2 separate regions of the Mus musculus genome follow, and region 2 is linked to region 1. The links are chromatin contacts, called in public Hi-C maps. All regions are on one chromosome and are shown on one strand. Each heading gives the region's core, a stretch centred on a gene start, on an enhancer-like site or on the middle of the called end of the contact. The rest is flanking DNA. Distances are from core to core; before and after follow the strand shown. Region 1 has its middle 280 kb from the start of Gm4719. Region 2 overlaps Nrxn1 (neurexin I).

Region 1 (2,941 bases), core at 300-2,799:
GAAACTTTTAACTTACCCTAAAAGGAAACAGTTTCTCATAGTCAAGAATAGCATCGGTGGAGCACGGCACACAAATGCGGGATGCTGCTGTCTAAGCCTTGCTTGATGAAGCACAAGGTGTTCTTCTGGACTCTGGTGGGGTTGCATCATTCTGTATTAGCATTCATGTCATTACATAATTCCTGCATTAACTTTAGGTTTCAGAATTATATTAATAGAAAAAAATGACAAGTAGGACTTTTTTCTTTAATAAAGGTCAAAGGAAGAAGAAAATGTGAAACATCCCACCAAGCTGTCTTGCTAAGGTAGCCAAGGGCACAGACACAAGGTGACCATGAATGCTAAGGTTTGAATGATGATCTACATAACTCCATTCATGTGCACAGTGCCTTTAGCATTTTAATACACTTCAATATGTGTTGCCTAATCTTTCTTCCACTTCCTCCATTGTTAAATGAAAGATTTCAAAGACTTTTCCATTAACTATTTCATACTGGCTTCTTATATCATGTATTTTGTCAATTTTTCAACATCTGTTTTCATATCTCCCATTGAATATTTTATATTCTCTAGACAGAATGTTAAACTATCTAATCCTCCTACCTTATTCATGGGAATCAATCTTATGTCATGAGATATGTCCTGCTACAGCAGCTTCTGTGACCCACATGGGGACCACTGTAAAGAGAGTCATCCAAATATTACAGGCAGAACAAGTGGACTTCACAGATTATTGTGGTTAAACATTACACAGCTAGGTTTTTTTTAAAAATGGTCTGTGACAGCCGATGACTTTGACTATTTCTATATTAAATGTGCAATTAAGTTTTCATGTTTCAACATGATATTAAACATAATCAAACTTTATAAATACTTCTTAAATATTTTTGCAGAAGAAAAAAAAATCCGCTACTTTCAACTGTAATTTTGAAATGTTCAAATATGTATAGACAAGCTGCTGTATTTTATATAAATGAATGTATTCATAGAACAAACTTTAAATTTCAGAAAACAACACAGATTGTAGAAGTTTAAATTCCTGTTCCTATTCCAACAGAAATGAGTAATGTGACCATTTTGGGAACAGTGGCAGTGAGGAGGGAGAGCGTTTCCACTATTACTTAAGATTGCTATTTTGTGGAGAAGCACTTGTGGTCTGGTGACTCAAGGATGAGGAGCAGTAGGTAGCCACCCATTCTGCATTCTAAATTCTGCACCATCTGCCCATCTGTTCTGGTGCCCACTTAACACTTGACTAGGTAATGCTGCCCTCTACTGGCAGAATGGGACCTTTTTCTCAGATTTTAATGGAGCTGCAATGTGCTGTGGGACTTGGGCATTAAGAAATTGGTTTCCTACAGAAGAGACTCAGATGCAGAAAGCATAGGCTGTGACTCTTAACAGTTCACATCATCGGCCGTTAAAATAACTTTTATTTTCTTAATCTGAAATGCTTATGCTTTTTTAAAAGTATAGTGTAGAAATGAGATGCTTATACAATGCATTTGGTTAAATAACCAAATGTCTATGTCAGCATGAATCATCTGTGCTACTTAAATCTAGGTCAGGCGAGTTATTCATGAGTTATCATAGACCTTTGCATTATCCTTAAAACCTCTCCAATGCACTCTTTTGTTTAGTAAATCTGGTCACTTTCTGCTTCATGAACTTGCCTTCAAATGGAACATTGTCTTAAGGGCTGTTTTGATCGGAGGCCTTTGACTGAAATCCTCTCCTTATGCATGTATTTGATAGTATCATGTGTTTAACTCTCTTCTGCCCAGAGCTGGCCATATAAACAGAAAAAGTAACATGAGAACAAAAGGCCCCCAACAGCGCATAACTAGGATTATGGGACTTCCCAGTCCACTATTACATTTGTCTATAATCCAATTAAGCACAGGAGTGGACAGTGACAATAACAAAAGCTAGTGTGACTTCACCTACACATGAGGCCCTGTACTCCTTGTTTCATGTCTACAACTTCACATGAACTCTTTCTGGTCGATTAAAAATACATAGAAGCAGCAAATTATGGGATGGGAATGCATAGCAAGATGGTAGAGCAGTTGGCTCTAAAACCCTGAAAAGAGAAAGTGCAGAAAGTGACAGTATACAAAATGGACACAGCTGAAAATGTTATGAGTCTGGCCACCTCCCAAAAGAACAAAAAAAAAAATCACACTACTCAGCTCAGAAGAATTTAATTATTAACTTTATAATAGTTGAAACATAGGCAGTGTCCCATTTAATCTAAATTACAGTGAAGGACTGATTTACAGTTTTCATTTATTTAGCTTTCTATTATGAACATGTTCAGTTAGTAATACCTTTGTATATTTATGCTAGGCTGCCCAACCATCCACAAAACTGCACAATATTAGGAGGTCTTGCTGGTTCTTTAGGATTGTCATCTTCAACTTATTAGAGAAAGTAAAAAAAATGTACTTAATACTAAGAGTAGTTTTTGCTACACAAATCTCTAATCATTAAAGGTGTTTTAGGTCCTAGAAATGATCCAAATCCTGATCTTTCTAGAGCTTTAATTCCAGAGAAGGAGGTCAAACACAAACAAAAAAAAATAGCATAAATGTACACTGTGATATGGCCAAGCTTTCTCACAGAAACATGAGTGTGGGAAAAGTGCAAGGGGCAGGGGAGAAGTGGCAATTTTAAATTATTTAATGGGAAGTGGTTTGGGGTTCAAACTCTAAATGGGGCAAGGAAGTCCCACAGATGACAGAGGCAGTTCTGTGTTTATACCCTGGATGTCTACAATGCTGGTAACAATAATTTCTCAATAACCTCAATTTTAGTCACTCTACACACCAGACCAACCATTTCTCTTTTCTTAAATCTCTCATACCTCTCTGTCTACTCTGACTCCAAGTGTCCTTGGGCCTGAATGTTGAGATGTTTTCCTTTTCTGTCTATTCAGATT
Region 2 (2,941 bases), core at 246-2,745, 800 kb before region 1:
CCAGATGGGGGTATGTGAGGGTGTGGGATGGCTAATTGTAGCAGTGGGGCGCTATGAGCTAATTATCTCATATGCACATAAGTTTCTTGTGGGTCTGACTCTGCAGAGTGACCCAGTGGTAAGGTCTGAGAATGTGGACAGGGCTTGTGGAGGTGACAGGACAAAAAGGGCCCCTGTAGCAATTTGACACTCCTTTACAAATGTAGCTTCTACCCCAGGCAGATGCCCTCTGCTGGTCTTTGGTAACATTTATTTCCCTCCAGAATAGACTGATTGTCTGTATGTGAATGAAAAATCAGGCTCATCTATCATTGAAAAGGAGAAATCAAGATGGGCAGGTAGAGACAGTGAATGGGCCACAGTAGGCATTATTCTTTAGGGTCAGAGAACTTTCTTTCTTTCAGAGAATGCTATTTATGTGGCCACATTTGTTTGTAAAACCTCCCTCCATTCCTACATACTCACCAGTCAGAATTTAAGGTCCTAAATAAAATACAGGTGTGAAGTTTTCACATGTCTCCCCTCCCTTCTCTAGAAAAGAGACAATTCTATAGAGAGCAAGCTAAGAACATTAGGCTGAAAAAATCGGTGTCTGAGGGTGGTGCACTCCGAAACCAGGGTGTGCAAGGAGAGCAGAGGGCCCCAGAGCAGGGCTCGTAGGGTGGGAGCTTGAGAGAAACCTAATAGAAAGAGGTGAAGTCGAATTTGTTGGGTCAATAAGCTTGATGAATATTTAGCTAATTATTAGGACAAAGGGCTCACAAGGAAAGAATTGCTGAGCCTAATGGATGAGAGAGAAAGCAAAGCAAAAAGGTAAATGACAGTGTGATGAATTCCTACTAGGAAATGAAGGCAAGTTAAAAAGGAGGCTTCATTTAAAATCTGTGACTCTTGCAAATGTGCATGTGTGGATAAATACATGAGCCTGTTTGGTTGTCTTAGAGTTTCCGAGAAGCATAAGACTGTTTGTTTTTTAATAAGGAGTACGTACATATATGTTAAGTGTATGTAAGGAAAGGAAAGCTTGGGTAGCATATTCTAAGGGAGAAAATTTAGTCTCTTATGTTTTAGAAACTGCTGGATCCAGGTTCATTCTTCTTCATGTTTTTTCATGCTATGCTTCATTTGCACTATTATGAGGTGTCACTTACAAGGTTTGCGGGTGCAGAGGGAGCTCATGTCTACCACACATGTCTTTGTGTAAGCTGACCCAATTGCAAAGATTGTGGTGAGGATTTTCTTAAGTGCATATATATGAGAAGCAGATTTGGAGACAGTTTCTGCCTCTCCCCTCCCCAATTTTGTATGAATTTAAAAACATAGATGGTGAAACAACTTCTGTATAAATTTTTTTTTTTTTAGTTAAGTCAGTGGAGAACTATGTAACTGTAAATGATAAGAAGCAAGGCTGCTTATAATTAAAGCCAACTGGAGTCCAGAATAGACCCGTGTGCTCAGCCAGTACTGCTTTTGTGCTGTGCCATATGTGTGGAGCAGAGAATGATGTCAGTGCTATGCTCAGGTTCCCTGCTCAGCTCCCAGCATTCCTAAGCACCAATGTTCTGCATACTTTAGAAAATTAGCTTAAAGCCTCTCAATATTTTCAGAAGATACAGAAAGGAGAAAACATTCACAGATCTTAGCAACTAAAGTCAGTTCATCTCTTCCCGCAAATATGAACTCTGGAAATTATATTACTGTGATGAGCTTATACTATTAAAGAGCAAAATGGTTTCTTCAAGGGGAGAAGTGAACGAATTTTAAAGCTAGGTTTGTGTTTAAGGGAACTCAATGACATTAAATAAAGATAAAATTCATAGCTGGAATTTGTAACATATTCTTCCAAAGTACTTTCAAGGCATATGACAAAGTTCTAAAGGGAGCTTAAATATCTTTTGTGTGTGTGTGTGTGTGTGTGTGTGTGTGTGTGTGTGCGAGGCTACTGAGACATGTCGTGTCAAAGATGGGCCAAGAAATAGAGCCAATCTCTGATCAGAGTGAAAAAGAGATTACAGTCAGAGATTTGTGACCCCATAGCCCAAAGTGATTGTATGATCTCAGAGGTAGAGAGTGTTCTCCATGTGGCTTCATGGGGTCTTTTGGAGTAGAATTCATTATGAATAATCCAGCCACCAGTTTTGTGTCTAGTCTATCTTAACACCTCTGTGTGCTGCATGTAGACACACTCAGTTGGTGCCCCACTGGTGTCATCAATAACTCTGTTGTGGACTGTAACATGCTTGTTGATAGAAACTTTCTGACTTATTTTCGATCACAACCAAGAGAATTGATTAGCAAATCTTCACTATGTTCTGCCTGGGTGAAGATCGCTCTGGTTATTGATTACTATAGGTGACTGGAGACATTTAACTCTGAATGTTTGGAACAGGTTTTGTTACTCCACACTTGGGCTGTTGACATTGTAAGCAAAGACATCACTGATATGTTCTGAAGAAGATGGTCAGTGAATAGTGTTGAAACACATTTTTGAAACATTTATGTTCTAAATAATCCTGACAGCCTAGAGAAATTTTGAGTTTGTCCCAAAAGAGTAATATATTTATGCTTTAGATTGTTTACCTATTTGCTGAGTACATATGCCATAAATGAAAAAGTATCTATGTTTGTTTGTGTACCAGGTACCATTAAGGGCTACAGTGTAAGGGAATATATGGGGGGGGAGGGGCCAGCTAGGAGGAGCCAGAGCACTTAAAGTCCAATCATCATGTTTATACCTTAGCTCTAAAAGTCCATACTTTCAGAAAATATCAATCTTTAGAAAAATAAATATAATTTCTCTTAGAAAACAGGTAATCTCCAAACACAATGATAAACAAAATCCTACAAAGTTTATCCATATGTAGTAGTCATCTGGACTACACCATAAAATGGTCAAATAAAAGTATGAAACTGAATTTTATCACCACTATCTTCTATTGCC

What was found. Hi-C and Micro-C count contacts between places; a contact is called where the count stands out from the background.
Region 2: a contact with region 1 is called in a Hi-C map of cortical neurons, with 4 times the contacts expected there. The contact joins two enhancer-like sites. A contact is called at or near these places in 1 of 15 datasets of contacts at CTCF or cohesin (large pre-B cells), 16 of 484 Hi-C or Micro-C datasets (the C10 cell line, cerebellar granule neurons, cerebellum and 7 more), 16 of 115 datasets of contacts at active chromatin or transcription factors (the 230-238 cell line, SST interneurons, astrocytes and 11 more) and 1 of 9 other capture datasets (embryonic stem cells).

What each region holds. Positions count from the first base shown.
Region 1 is chr17:89,652,894-89,655,834 of GRCm38.p6, reverse strand. No RefSeq gene overlaps it. Among named protein-coding and RNA genes, the nearest start is that of Gm4719, 280 kb to the right of the region's middle. Within about 2 kb of position 1,549, at least 16 of the 459 cell types and tissues checked have an H3K27ac peak or open chromatin away from gene starts, as enhancers often do. A contact at or near this core is called in cerebellar granule neurons and cortical neurons, where this site is marked.
Region 2 is chr17:90,450,140-90,453,080 of GRCm38.p6, reverse strand. The region is part of intron 17 of Nrxn1 (neurexin I); the gene reads left to right. Among named protein-coding and RNA genes, the nearest start is that of Gm32337, 10 kb to the left of the region's middle. Within about 2 kb of position 1,495, at least 9 of the 459 cell types and tissues checked have an H3K27ac peak or open chromatin away from gene starts, as enhancers often do. A contact at or near this core is called in cerebellar granule neurons and cortical neurons, where this site is marked.